2 separate regions of the Zea mays genome follow, and region 1 is linked to region 2. A link is a contact called in public Hi-C data. All regions are on one chromosome and are shown on one strand. Each heading gives the region's core, a stretch centred on a gene start, on an enhancer-like site or on the middle of the called end of the contact. The rest is flanking DNA. Distances are from core to core; before and after follow the strand shown.

Evidence for each region. Hi-C and Micro-C count contacts between places; a contact is called where the count stands out from the background.
Region 1: a Hi-C map of leaf shows a contact between it and region 2, with 1.8 times the contacts expected there. The contact joins the promoter of LOC103645752 here to the promoter of LOC103645748 in region 2. A contact is called at or near these places in 5 of 25 Hi-C or Micro-C datasets (bundle sheath, ear, leaf and 1 more).

What each region holds. Positions count from the first base shown.
Region 1 is chr2:1,520,677-1,528,330 of Zm-B73-REFERENCE-NAM-5.0, reverse strand. LOC103645752 (choline transporter protein 1) reads right to left here and starts at 6,343. Exons shown (of 10, transcript XM_008670454.3): 1 at 5,740-6,343; 2 at 4,060-4,418; 3 at 3,792-3,937; 4 at 3,366-3,549; 5 at 3,178-3,251; 6 at 2,984-3,097; 7 at 2,511-2,867; 8 at 2,119-2,379; 9 at 1,563-1,790; 10 at 1,069-1,464. The coding sequence starts at 5,942. The coding sequence ends at 1,273. It overlaps LOC100281568 (MLO-like protein 14), which reads left to right. Exons shown (of 15, transcript NM_001320957.1): 15 at 1-45.
Region 2 is chr2:1,219,814-1,227,551 of Zm-B73-REFERENCE-NAM-5.0, reverse strand. It overlaps LOC103645748 (K(+) efflux antiporter 2, chloroplastic), which reads right to left and starts at 1,603. Exons shown (of 21, transcript XM_008670449.3): 1 at 1,231-1,603; 2 at 1-1,091. The coding sequence starts at 1,080. It overlaps LOC100273812, which reads right to left. Exons shown (of 7, transcript NM_001148213.1): 5 at 4,879-4,965; 6 at 4,693-4,803; 7 at 3,516-3,939. The coding sequence ends at 3,868.

The sequences.
Region 1 (7,654 bases), core at 5,094-7,593, 300 kb before region 2:
AAGGTATATCGATATATATATACACACGAAAAGATTTGGGGTGACAAATGGCGCCTTCTGTGATCCGTGTCGCTCACGAGCACCATCCATGGCGAACGAACCATCCAACAAATGGGGAGCAACGGCAGCGCGGTGAACGGACGCCGCAGGTGCCCAACAACAACTCTCACGCGCTGGCCGCCAACCAACCATCCGGAACCTTACATATATATATGCACACGGAACCCCAGGCCTCGTTTAGCCGTTTTCGTTGTCCACAGGCCACAGCTCCGACGCTACGCGAGACGAGGCGCGCATGCACACAGTGTCGTCGTTGTGACGAGGCGTGCATGCACACGGTGTCGGCGTTGTCTCCACCGTCGCCATGCAGGGCGGCGCCGAGGAGGCTGCTGGGCGTTGCGCAGCCGCAGCAGCAGCCGTCGCCCATGGCGCTGGCTGTAGTGCCGGCTGCTGCCGGGAAGCGCAAGCCGGGGCACCAGGTCCGGAGGGCGGTTTCCAAGGCTGTGGCGGCGCCATGCAGGCGCGGGATGAGGCTCGTCGGCACTCCATGCAAGAAGTGCTGGTACATCCTGCGCCGCCGACTTCGACTCTGATGACTCCGGCCAGGCCATCCCGCGGCCAGCTTCCAATATAAGGCATTCCAACTTTCTTACGGCTTCCAATATAAGGCAGTCCAACTTTCTTACGGTCAAAGCATCGGATGACGTTTGGTTCGTTCACATATTAACGTAATGGTTAACTAATAATGTTAAATCATATTTATTTAAGTCAAACCATAATCAAATATCATACTAGAAATTAATTACGGACCCATTTAAATTTGTTACCGCCGATACTCAAATGTAAATCAGTACCATTATCATTTACGTTATAAAATGTGAATCAAACAGCACCTAGTTTTTTTAAAAAAAAACACACACACAAAGATCTATGACATCAAATAGCTAACTAATGAAGAATCCAATAATAGTTATTTAGGTATCATAAATGCTATTGTTTTACTATATAAATTTGGTTAAATTTATGATGTTGGAAGTTGGAAACGGAGGGAGTATTTCACCAACGCCGTATCAGCAATAGCACACTGCACACATATATAGATAAGCTGCCTACACATGCCAATTGGGCCAGGAGAACATGTCAGATTCAGACTTGTACATGGAATAGCAAGCAAAAATGGCAAACCTCTTCACAAGCCAAGAGAACGGAACGGGGTAACAAAACATTAGGCTGCCGCTAAGTTTCCATGCTACTACCAAGAGGAAAAGACAGTCAAGGCCCTTGAGTTAGTCTCTGCAGTTCGCCCTGTTCGTCCAGAGTTTCCATCAGAGCTGGGGGCGCATACTGCGCGTTCCCCTGGTGCTCCTCGGCGTCCTGGCAGAACGAGAGGATTATGGTGTCGATCGACATCTCAACCACCGCAAAGAAAAGCTTCGCGACTACGTAGCCGAGGGCCCATGTTACCTGCAGCGTCACACAGCGCAGTTTAGCTTCGGGTTTCAGCAAATGGAAATTGAGATCTGAGACGTTCAGTGGACAAAATAAGGTTTCAGTTGGCTCACCAGGACAGGGATAACTGGAGAGGATATCTTGTTGTGTGCGGACTTGTACTTGTGGGTGTCTAACATCAGAAAGGCGAAAAGCGCACAGAATAGGCTCACACAGAGTTTTCCCAGGAAGAGGATGACATCTCCAATGACGTTGACTTTTCCGATGCGCAGAATGTTCTTCATTATTAATCCAGTTGCGAGCACTGAAGCTTTGAAGAAACCTTTCCCGGTGATGGCAATCTGCAGCAGCAAAACAAGGTTATAACAACTCTGTGCCTCACAAAAGAGCCGTGTAACATGGATGGCATGCGCTTTCACGCATTCTTGGGTAAAAAAACGCTTTCAGGTGCAAGAATCTCAAGAGTCAAACACTAAGTAGGAGTGCAAGACTCTAGTCTAGGGCTACAGCTACAGCTCGACTGCTGATCAAAGTTTGCAAGCAACAACGTATTAGCAGAATGCCAAGTCAAATGGGTTTAACCATCTGATCAAGCATACAGTTTTCAGTAATTGCATTCAGAACTAGTAGGACGGGAAGAACTTGTGTGTACCAAATCTTCATACTGACCATAATGTAGGCATTTCGATTTACTGACTTGAGGGTCCAGTCTATGCAACCCAGGCAGCATTCAGAAGAGGAGGACGTCGCTTTTCCAAAGCAGCTCTCTCGGGCAGAATCAACTAGCTTCAACTTGCGACGAAGGCATTCTAGTATAAACCGCACCCATTCAACAACAGATACAACAAGTGAACCCAGAGCAACAGATCCAAGGCTGTAGCGCATCAGTCGCTTCAGTGAAGAGACTACAGTGAGAAATGGTATATCATGCTGCAATGAAATTACTTGAGTGATCAGCAAGGGAGAATATACATAGACTAAAACGGCAAAAAAAAACTAACTAAGCAGGGAGAATTTTTATGTGAAGCAATTCAGTATATTTCAGACTTCCAGGTGCTTACTGATATTTCACCACGCGCCCAGTAGTATGAAGCAACTGATCCCGCAACCACAGTTGAAGAGCATGCGAGAATGAATTGAGTCGCCCAGTAGCAACCAAATAAGTGAAATAGAATGGCAATGCTGATATGAGGGGTGTAATGGATGCTGTACCCACAGCAGTTGTCACAATTTACTTTTCCCAGCTTCAGATCATATGAACAACAATCAGTATTGCAATCATTTCGGACAACTTGACCAGAGCTGAAGAGATGGAGTGTAGCAGAAAACCAGAACATATACAAGATAGAAAGGATCAGGCACGGCAAAAGTGGAAAAGCTATCAGTGCCTGAACTTCACCAATGACCTTTGCAGCAACCTGAAGCCATGTGTAATGGTTATTGGTAGGAGCTATCAGCTATCACATTCGAAATATAGAGGTGATTATTAATGCCCCTATGCAATACTTGTCATGTATCCAACGATTTTGCTTACCTTTAAGACAGGTGTTGCTATCAGTATACGGCGGACAATAGCTATTGAGGACAGGAAAGCAATGATCATTACTGCTGTCATTAGGATTGTAATAGTATGAAGGTGACTTATTTCCTGGCAAGAAGATGGACTATAAGATTTCAAGCAGAAGCAGATATGTCTTGCAACAGATTGATTCAGATGGAGATACTTACCCGTCCACTTATGTGAACATATGGATCACTTTCACCAATGACAACAGTTAAGGGGTCATTGCCTATCCAGCCAGCTGAATGTTTGATGCAGCAGTTGCAGGAAGTGAACCATGGATTAGGTATGTGTGCAAAAAGCTTTCTTTGTGAATAAATACCTTGTAACTAGGAAGTGGAGCAGTGAATCATACCTTTGATGTAAAAGAACATCGTTACAGATATAACAAGGGCATTGAAGAGGACTACTGTAATCCAAGTCATGGCAGCAACGAAATAACGAATCATAAGCAACCAGATAACTGACAGGAAAACAGGGAGAATTCCACCACAAACGATGAACACAGGCCAGGACTTCCCAATGTCTGCAATATATCTCTGCAGTAGAGGATAAACCAATTGAAGTATGTAACATGCTATATACATTAGGCCGCAGCAGGATTTTCTTTAAATGCAACAGAATAGTTATCAATCTTGAGTTGAGCAGGAATTTGACATGTGTAGTTTAAAGCAAATTCAGGATGAACCATTTGTCATTTGATGCCATACAAAACAGGAACGCTTTGTGAAGATAAAAATGATTAGGCAGGCAAGAAAAATATACCAAAAAGTTTACAAACCTTTAATACAGCAGATCTAGAATCGATGGCCTTGTGCACTGTTTTATCAATGAGGATATTTTCATCAATGCTGACACCACCCGTCTCATGCCAGTGCTTCAAAGAAACATTGGATGCACGTGCAATAAATTGGCAGCTCCAATAGACTAAAGGGGAAGAAAATTGAAATGCTTATCTCACGGTTACAGTATGAATTTACAGAATAAATAAGTCATGCCACTCTATCTAACCCTTATAACTTTTAAAATGACGGCAGGATTAATATTACCATTTACAGTTGGAAATATTATAGGGTAGCATGGACCCTGGAGTTGAAGTGAGCTATTCTTCATGTCTGGTGTGAGAAACTCATAATAGTCATAGTCCCTATTGATCCAATCATCAACAGAGAGGTCTATGTTCCCTTCTGGATAATCACAAATATAGTTCAATCCATCTACAGCTGGATTTGGGCACTCCATCAGGCAGATGGCTTTGGCATCAGCCAGGTTAACCTTGCTGTTCTTGAGTCCACTTTGGTAGACTTGATTCGGATTCATCCAGTATCTAACATCCAGCTCCTGCAAATTTGGGTTGCCATGCTTATCGCCACAAACGTTCCCTTTGTAGTCCAGTTCATAAGTCAGCCTGTGTGGTCATAGCACAGGATGTTATCTTTTGTTAAACTGCCGTAGATGCAGAAATTAACAATATCGATCAATCTTCCATTACAGCCAGTCAGTCTGTTTGATAGTGCTTGGAGCTGCTTTCAGCTAAATATAAATCTTAACTGATGGAGCGGGAACTCCAACAACCAACCAGACATCAACAACAGTTGGTTGCATGGACAAAGACAGCACAAGCAACTAGAAAATAGCATCAGCATCTGGACCTAAAACACAACTGCTGCATAAGAAACATGTAATGGTGGTAAAATGGTGACTGGTGACAGCATACTGGTTGTATGAATACTCAAGAAGATCCACAACACTGGATTTTATCCCTAAAAACACATTGTTTAGGCCTTGTTCGGTTATTCCCATCATACATGTATTGGATGGGATTGGAAAAAATTTAGAAGAACTTTGACTTGCTTGGGATTTAAACTCACTCAATCCACATGGATTTAGAGCTAACCGAACAAGCCCTTATCAGGCCGGGCTTTCACCTGCTTTCTGCCTTTGAGAGAATATATGACCACCAACTTTCACCTGCTTTCTGCCTATGAGACCATAACTTTTTAGCTGTATCCTGTATTGCTGGGTTTTAGGTAGGCGATACAATTCCTTGGGCCACAAGCTCCTTTATACTAGTATAAGCAGTAAAGGCTCTATCTTTTTTTACTTCTTTCTTTCTTTCTTTCCTTCTTTCTTTTGCCTCTCTAAAGCTAAATCCGGTTAGACTAACGAAGCAAGACAAAGATTCGCTCCACACTACAAATAACATACTAGTAAGTAGTAACTAAGTGGTACACGTTGTATTGTAGGAGTATTCCTTAGGGGGTGTTTGGTTTCATTTTATTCTATTTTAGTTCCTAAATTATCAAATATAAAAACTAAAATAGAGTTTTTGTTTCCATATTTAGCAATTTACGAACTAAAGTGGAATGTTAGTCCCTAGATACCAAACACCCCTTTAGGCCATAGCAAGCAAGATCCGCAACTTTGGTAAATCCTCAACATTGCTTGTTGTTTCATTATTAGAGCAAGAACAAAATCCAGAGACAAGCGGTTTCACCCAATTTTGGTATCGATCTAATTTTCGGGAGCCTCCCACACTCCAAAAGCAGAGTTCTTGAAAAGTGTGTGTCTCTCAGTTCTCAAAGAGATGAGAGCAGCCGAAATTGAGGTGACCAAACTCAAAGCGAGTCGTCGCCGAGGCATCTCACAACCACCGGCAGCACCCAGGCTCAGCTAGGAAGATCGAGCGCAGATCTTGAGGGAGAGGGGGGGCAGCGAATCTGACTGACCTGAGCGGGTTGCCCTGGTTGAAGCCGAAGCTGGAGTTGACAATCATGGCGACCCAGAAGGCGGCGAAGAGCACGAGAACGGCGATGTCGCGGCACCTGCGGTCGTGGCGTATAATGCCGCCTCCGGCGCCGCCTCCCAGCTGCTCGTCGCCGCCGGCCGCCGACGGGTAGCGGCCGATGATCGCGCCGAGGGGCCCTCCCATTCCGCCGCCACCCGCGGCGCCTCCTTTGGTGCTCTCGCCTAGCCTAGATGCGTGCGCTAGCTCCTTGCTTGCTCGCTCGTGCTCGACTCGATTCGGATTCGGCGCGGTGGTTTTGGCGTGAGCGAGTGGGGAAGCGAGTGATCTGTGCCTGGTGCTGGTGGGGACTGGGAGTGAACAGTGGAGAGTGGAGGGGAGGCAGCGAACAGCGAGGGGCAGCAGGAAGAGAGGTTTTGGGCTTTTCCTACCCGGCCGCCGGCCTGTCCTGTGAAAAGGAGGTCCGCCACTTTCTGGTCGGCTGCTCTGCACGGCGCCTCAGCCCTCAGTCACATGCGCTCCACCTACCCGCAGCGTCGCGTTCATGAGTCACTCACCGCAGTCAATGGATTTGGACGACGGTCCGTGTTACTGTGGTCGAGATGGATCCGGATATTTATTTGGATGTTAAATTTTTTTTTCTTTTTTAATTGTAAATGAATAATATTTATAATTTACTATATAATTTATATTCTGAGTCCCTCACTCTATTTTATTATATTTTAACATCTAAATTGTAAATATTTATAGTTTTAGTTTCTGTATTTAGCAATTTATAGACTAAAATAAAATAAAATAGAGGGACTAAAAATTAATCACTATAAATTAAACACTCCCTAATAGATTCATACCGTATTTGATGTATGTGTTTATATTTGTGGCTAGATTCACTGCATTAGTTGAGTTTAAATATAGGTACGAGGATGGGTAAGGTGCTGAAAATAGCCTGAGATTGTGTATATTTGATTGTGTATGTTATCATGTAAAACATTGTTTTACACTATAGTACTATCTTTCCTTGCCACGTGGTGCCCTTAGACCTGCCCATGCGGTGGGGTCGGGTGTCGTTCTCCGTGTGGCCTAGAGACGTCGTACGTGTACAACGTCTTCATACTATAGAAGAGGGTACCCCTGATCCAGGGTACCGACAGTGGCCCCCGGGCCCGCCTCAGGGAGGATGCGAGCCTGTAGGTGGGGGCAGAGTCTGATTAGCGGTTGGCCTGCTGCTCCTGCGCGCCTGTTGACGCAATTACTACCGGCCTGCCTATGGTCATGCCGACTGCCACGCTTATTCCCACGGTTGACTGGCCCGTGGCCTTCGTACCTAATGTCACTGTTGGGCCATGCATGAGATGCCTTGAGTCGCTGCACTGGTTCTGAAAACTTATCTTTTCAGTCTTCCGCGACGGCCCCGAGAAGACGTGGTATTGGCGCGAGCGGCGGTGTGATTTTTCCGCACCCAGTAACCGGCGCGCCTGTTGCTTGACGTGTGGGCCTGGGCCCCCATGTTGGACCACTGGTTGCAGCGAAACTGAGGGGGGCGCACAACCGCGGGGCGTTTGTACGCTTCCTGCGTGGCGGTTCGCCTTTTTGACCGCTGGTTGCCTCGAAAATGAAGGGGTGCATAACCACGGGGCAGTTGCACGCTCCTTGTGCGGTGGTTCGCCTTCTTCATGCTTCGGGCCAGTTTGTATGACATGTGGGGCCTGGCCCCCGTGTCATAGGGTGGGAACCCTGGTGCACGTCAGGGGAGACTTTGCCCGTGACGCTTCGGGGCGCGAGTGGGGAAATCTGCCTTTAAAAAGGGGTCGATCTCCCGGGCAGTAGCCATGCCTCGCTCCTCTTGCATTCATCGCGCCCTTCCGCCTTCCAGGCCTCCAGATGAGGTGCATCGGTGT
Region 2 (7,738 bases), core at 354-2,853:
ATTGCTGCTATACTCATACCCTTCAGAAACGCTATCCTCTTCAGCGCTTTTCTGCTCTTCAGCAAGTGATGTTAGCTCCACCACGGTGTCAACCGAGGATATGACCTTCTCCGCTTTCAGCAGCACCGCCTCCGCGTCGTTGACACGCTGCGTGGCTTTCATCTCAAGAGCCACCGCCTGCTCAGCCAACACCATTATATTGGTGACATCTTCTTCGGCCTTGGATGCATCCAACTGGGCCTTCTCAGCGAGCTCGGTGAGCCTATCAACCTCCTTCTGCAGGTTCATTTTCTGTTCCTGGATGCGTTCCAGCTCCTCCTCACACCGCAACAAGGCTGCCCGGCAATCCTTGATCTCTTCCTGAGCAGACACAAGGGCCTCCTCCTCCACGCCTTCGATGCTAACCTCCATGGGCCCGACCGACCCCCGCTTGGCATCCAGCGCCTCGGACGCCAGCTGCAGCCTGGCCTCGGCCATCGACAGCGCCATGGTAGCCTTCTGGACGGCCTCCTTGGCGTCCGCCTCCTTGACGATGACCTCCTGCACGGTGGCGACGGCCGCGGACACGTCCCTCTGGGCGCCTTCGGCGCGGTCCTTGAGCGCGATGGCCGACTCGGATATCCGCTGAGCCTTCTCCTCGAACATGGTGCTGTTGAGCCTGGCCACCTCGAGCTCGTTCCTGCACCTCTGCAGCATCTCCCGGAGACCGTCCACGTCGGCGGGGCCCTTGTCATTGTCGTCGTCGTCGGGCCCCGAGCTGGTGGCATCGTCGTCGTAGACCTCGCCGGAGCCCTTGGCGGCCTCCAAGGGGCCGTCGACGTAGGCCAACGAGTCGCTGCCCTGGCACCGCGGCCGCCCTCTGGCGCGGAGACGGGGAGGGCCCCCGCGCGCGGGAGCCAGGTAGAAGAGCCCGCTGCTGCCGCGGAGGAGGGCGGCGGCGGACGTGAGGCGCCCGTTCCCGGCGCCGCGGTGCCGCAGGGAGCAGACGCGGAAGCCATTCCCGGCGGCGCCGATCTGCAGGCCCGCCCGCGGGGCCGCGCGGCTGGGCCCGGCGACGGAGGCGAGCCTGGACAAATCCATCCTCCCCTGTCCTGTATCGTAGCGGGCGGAGCACGAGTACAATCGGAAACAGCGCAAATCAAAGCCTGGGAAAAGGAGAGGTCGGGACGAGAGAAACAAAAGCGGATTACAGAGACAGAGACGGAGACGGAGGAGTGAGTGCTCACGTACTGGTTGGTGGATGTATGCGGATTGGGTCAGAGGGCGACCGGACCGGAGGAAGGGAGGCCTGTCACGGGAGAAGCACCGACGACGACGACGACGACGAGGAGGAGGAGGAGGGGCCTCGGCCTCATTCCATTCCTACGACGGGACGGCGCGAGGGGGGAGTGCGACTGTGGGAGCTGGTAGGTGACCTCACCTCGCTCGCTCGCCCTGGCGTTGGCGTTTTGTCCGAAGAGCGAGTTTTGTTTCGGCAACGGGGCGGCGGAGGGGACGAGGCAAAAGCCAACTGCGCCCAACTTGTCAAGCCAAACTTGCTCCTTCCCGCACCGCAACAACCCTGGGCTGGGCTTTGAACCGCAGATTTTTTTAAAAAAAAATGTTGTTCGGGTTTCTGCTCCTCGGATAGTGGTATATTCCTCGCTAGTGCTACTTCTACCCCACTGATTCAGCCACGGGACCGCCACGATAGGGAGATTAAAATAAAATTAAAAAGGAGATAGAGAGACAGCTCGTTTTTAAGCTGTCGTTAATCAGAAAAAAAAAAGGAAAAGTGAAAAAAAAGCTATTACCAACCCTGTCCGGATGGCCAAGAAAGAATTTTGGTGTGGATCTTTATAAAAAAATCTTGACAAACAACATGGACTCGGAGATTACTCCAAGCTAGTACAATATCGGTGCATTGCAACGGTCCTAACAAGAAAATACCGATAAAAATATACTCTCTCAGTTCCAATTTATAATTTGTTTCTCATTTTCTCATGAATTTTTTAAATAAGGCAAGTGGTCAAACTTGAGATAGAAAAAGTCAAACGAATTGTATTTTTGAAACGGGTGGAGTATTTAATATTGAAGTTGACATAGATTCATATACCAGATATTAAATTGATAATAACAAATATTATACTCTATCTTAACCAAAATCCGAAAAAATATGAGTTAAAAAGGAGCAAAAGCCATTTTTATAGCCGGTTCGGTCACTCGCACTCCTTCAGTGAGTGAAGTGGTACTGTGTGAGAACGCTGCGTTTTTTGTGGTTTCTCATGACTCATGTGTAGGGCAACAGTTCAATGATAGACGACTAGCAAGAGGGAAAAATAAATCTTCGTGCTTCACATGTACGAAACTGATGAAGAGAGTCCTTTCTTTTCCTAAACTCGAGCATTGTTTGGTTACCCCATTCAAATGAGATTGAAAGAAATTATAAAATAATCAACTTGTCAGGAATTTAAACACACTCAATCTTGCTCAATCCGCATGGATTAAAATTAAAACGAACAAACTCTAAAAAGATTGTTTTAGCCTTTACGCCCGAGGGCGCCAGACCCGGTTCAAAACATAACACTTGTTCTTTAGGTGGTGTCTTTTAATATGCTTGGAAAGTTGGAAGGCAGTAACTCATATGTTTTTTGGTTCATAAAATGTAACGTAAATAGCAACGGTAATGATTTACAATCGATTATTAGTGGTAACAAGTTTGAATAGACCAGTATTAATTTCTAGTGTGGTACTGATTACGGATAGAACTAAACAAACATGATGTAACGTTATCAATTACACATCAAGTTATAAATATGTGAACCAGACAGCACCTCAATATTTACAACATGACTTTGACAACAATTCCGATGTTTGGTTGCATGCCTAAAGTGCCACAAATTGCTACATGTTTTTTATCACACTTGCCTAAGGTTAGAACCTCAAACTCTCTACCACAACTTGACACGTCTAAGAGAATCTTGATATCTTGCCACACACTGAGTTATTGACGAGTGACACTCATGCTGCAGCAGAAAAATCTCGCAACAACTATGACTACGAACCAAACACACACCTAAAGTCAGTTAAACCTGTTAGTCGCAGCCCATAAACAGGCCCTTTGTAGCCAAAATCTGGTTTGTTTGTTTGTTTTTTGGGTAAAAATGCTTTGTTGAGAATGTTCTTTAGCTCTCTTGTGGAGTACTTGGAAAATGCGGAGCGCACTTCATTCTCAAGGGGAAACATGGCAATATGGGAAGAGGATGATGAAAATAACGAGCTCAAATGCAACTGGAACAGTTAAGAACTCCAACGGGTAAGATGCAGCATCATCTGAAGAACTTGTTCCTCTAGAAACTTTAAGTTCAGACCATGTGGCTATTCACATATAAGATGCAACAACATATGCTTGGATGACGTAATCAATGGCATGCCAGTACTAGAACACACCTTCGGATAAAATATTTGAGACTGCATTTAACATCTACGCAAGGTTGACCTGCAACCCCTTTTCGACAATAGTACACATGGCATCTAGCTTGTGCAATTAATGCAATAAATAACCCAACCTAGAGCAATCTACCTGAAAACGGATCTGATCCGGTTACATGCATACTACAGTACGATCTATACACACACTACCTTCGGTTTTCTTTTCTTTTTTTTAACTAAGTTATCAGGTGTACATATCCTAGACTGGATCTGCCCATGGGATGCGACATAACAGGATAATTCAACAACAATACAATCAGAAATGCATGTCTAGATAGTAGTAGTCTATATAAAAAAATCCAGCACAATGAAATAAAATCAGTCAGGGTACGTTGATCAGCTAGCTCAGCAACCGAAGAGCTGCCTTGGCCACATTGGTTTTCTTGTATCATCACCCTAAGAGCTAACCATGTTGAACTGGAACCTAGAAAGCTGCTGCGGGATGGTAGAGATGACAGGCCCGTACCTCTGCACATCAATGTACAGGAAACAAGTTTCAGAAACAAATCTTGACAAATTCCTGAAACTTGAAAGCACAGCACAATATACAAAATTAACACCCGTTGGCTATGGCCAAACAAAAGAAGGAAAACCATGTACCACAGTTATGGCTGGAAAGGCTCACGAGAATAGAGTAAGTCCGAATATCAATAAACTATGCATTTCAATCATCGTACTAGCAATGCAGATTTCTTATATATAAATGGTTACGTAAAAAAGTAAACTTCTGTTGCTGGAACCAGAGTGATGTAGTAGATTAAAGAACTGACAGCGCAAAGAGAGTCCCTACGGTCCAGTTTATAGGTCACTTTAGCTTTATACCAAGTCAAAATTCTCTAGCTTTGACCAAACCTTTAGATACACACACACACACACACACTAACATATACAAGTTGAAATAAATGTACTATCAACACATCTCATGGAGAATTTAGTGAAACTAATTATGTTGTAGATGTTTGTGAATTTTTCTACAAACTTAGTCAAAGTTAGAGTTTGAGTTTCAAAAAAAAGTAACATATATTTGGAACGGAAGTAGTAGAAAACAAACGAGGTTAATCAGAACAAAAATAGGTAAAACAATAATGCCCTGTAGAATCTCTACTTTAAAAAATAAAAATTTGCTGCCCTTCCCTAGAACTGAGAACTCAATGGATGAGTGAAGGTTCCCAAAATTTCTGCCAGACATCATCGACAACCAGGCTATGAATGTAACATTACCTGAACATTGTCGTAGAGTTCAAACAGTGGAACAGCAAGCAGTTTCAGATTCCTTGGAACAGCAAAATACTCTCTTTCGGATAGGTGAACAATGAAAAGTTTCTTGCACTCCTGTTCAACAAATTGGTCATTCCAGTTATGATCCTAACAGCATAGGTAAAAAATGCTCCCAAAGCAACAATGTACCTTGGGCTTAGTGATATGTGGAGGACAGTAAGGATACATCACAGTCTCAAAGTTCGGCCTCCACCACACAGCAACGCACTCTCCAACCTGGAAGTGACAAGCATGTTACACCTTTTTAAACTAAGGGACGATATTTATGCTGCCCTAGATAAACCTTTTGAAGGCATCATATGATATTTTTTAACAACATGTAGGGCAGGAAACAGAAACAGTAGCCAGATATTTACTGTGGCCAGTCAGGCATAAGTCTAGGTATTTGAGCATTCTTGAGGTCGAGCTGATGGATCGCCCAATCCCTGAAGAGCGAGGGTAGGGAAGGCAACAGGTCGGGTTCGGATCGGGTATAGCAAATACCCGCCCGCGACTATACCCACGGGATTACTTATACCCGCCCGTGACTACCCGCGGGTAAAATTTTGTGCTCGTGCCCGTACCCGTCGGGTATCGGGTACCCGTGGGTATAGTGATAGGAACAGATTATGTAACTTAGATGACGCTTCACAGTTCACGCAAACACAAACTGCAAAGTCCGCAACACTTAGTAACACAAACTTAGATGACACTTCACAGTTCACATAAATAGATAAACACAAACTGCAAGTCTACACTGAGGCACACAGCAACTGACAACAGCACAGTTCAAAGTTCAGTCTTCAAAGTTCAAAGTCTTGAACAGACAACAGAACAGTAACTAGGCAAGTAGGCATACGCCAGCCACACCGTCACAGGTAGTCATGCACTGAGGCACACAACAACTGAGCAACACGCTTACACGTCAACAATAGTGATTTGGTAACACGCCAACACAGCGCCAGCCGGCCAGGGCAACAGAAACATGGTAAACAGCTGACAGCTCCCACACTGGCACCAACAGCACGGAATTGAGGATTGGAGGCGTGGCGCAAAGAGACTCACCGCTGCGGCGGACGACGCTGTGTAGCCGGAATGGAGGCAAGGGCAAGTGGACGCGGGCACGGGGCTTAGCCAGGAGCCCGGGAGACGACGCAGGACACAGGTGCCAGCGCGGCACGCCGGCGCCCAATCCTAGTTGCGGAGCCACGACGCGGTGGTGGCGAGGTGTGGGCATGCGTCCGGCGCGGGCGGCCACTTGAGAAAAGGAGGATAGGCCGATCCGCCGATAAGGAATTAGGTAGGGATTGAGAGACCAGAGTATCGAATGACAAAGGGGTAAGCATTAAGGTCGGAAATTAGATGGGCCGAGAGGGAGGAGTTTACTGGGCCTTACTCCTTACGGATATCCACGGGTAACCCGTGGGCAATAAATAAAACCCGTACCCAACCCGATATATCACGGGTCGGTTGCAGGCGATACCCACGAGTCAAAATTCGTGCCCAAACCAGCGAGTAAAATTGTCATCCCTAGGTGAGGGAAAGGACGGCACGAATGGTGGCGAACTTGACAACAGGGCTGAAGGTCTCGTCGTAGTCCACTACGGGGCGATGGGTGAAGCCGTGAAGGAGCCAACGGGGCTTTTAGCGGTCGAGGGAGTCGTCCAAGGTCGGCTTGTGGCGAAAGAGCCACTTGACGGTGACCACGTCGGTGCCTGGTGGACACGGCACCAGGGCCTAGGTGTGGTTGGCCAGTAGGGTCGCGTACTCCTCCATAGCGCAACGCCGATAGGGGTCGGTGAGGGCGGTGCAAACGGAGGAGGGGACCAGGTTGGCGTCCGGAGGAGTGGCAGTCGTATCAGCTGCCAGGATCAGCAAGTCGACAGGGCGGAGAACACCGACGGCGCACCGAGTCACCATTGGGTGGACGTGCCCGGGGTCGCAGTGGATGGCGACCCGGTGGTAAGAGGCTCAGGAGCCACGGGCATGACTGCTTGCGGCAGTGATAGACAACGACGGAGTCAGCAAAGCGACCCACGCTTGTCGACGAGCCCGGGTCAGTGGGCAACGAGGTAGTGGCGCGCCCGCGACGGTGGTAGACGAAAGCAGGGTCGGCAAAGCGGGTCGCGCTCGTCGACGGGGCCGCATGTGGCGCAGGCAGGGTCGACAGGACCGCGTGAGGCGCAGGCGGGTCAACGGGGCCGCGTGTGGCGCAGGCGGGGGCGACAGGGCCGCGCGTGGCACAGGCGGGGTCGACAGGGCCACACGCAGTGCGGGAAGCGGCGCGAGCGGAGGCATCAAGGCCGCGCGTGGCGCGGGCAACGGCGCAAGGCGGGGCACTTGGTCTGGAGGGGTAACCGGATCAGACTCAAGGAGGGAGTCAAGATCGGTGGGTGAGGAGGAGCCAACAAGGGGAAACACATCTTCGTCGAAAATAACGTGATGAGAGATGATGATGCGGTGTGAGACAAGGTCAAGACAGCCAGGGGAGTAGCCAAGGAAGAGGCAGCGAGTGGAGCGAGGAGATAGCTTATAGGAAGCGGTGGCAGAAGTATTGGGATAGAAGGCACAGTTGAACATGCGAAGGTGGTCGTAGGAGGGGGTTGTGTCGTACAAGACTAGTGGTGAGTATGGGTGGCTCACCGCCTTCAAGGGAAGGCGGTTGAGGACGTGTGTGGCTGTGTGCATGTAGGGGGTGACAATGGACCCTAAATTTTAGACTATAAAATTTAAGGATCAGACTCTATTTCTATTCATTTTTGAACTACAAATAATTTAGGGCCCTAACAAATTGTGAAGAAGCATTTGGATCGTGATCCATTACCACCCCTATGTGTAGGGCCTCTGACCAGTAGCTGGCAGAGAGAGTGCGAGACGCCCGAAAGAAAAGACAGTGGATCATATTGGTGGTGGTGCGAATCATGTGTCCGTCCCGACCGTTCTGGGAAGAGGTTTAGGGACACGAGAGACGCAACTGGACGCCATGAGTGAGAAAGAAAGAACGGGAGGC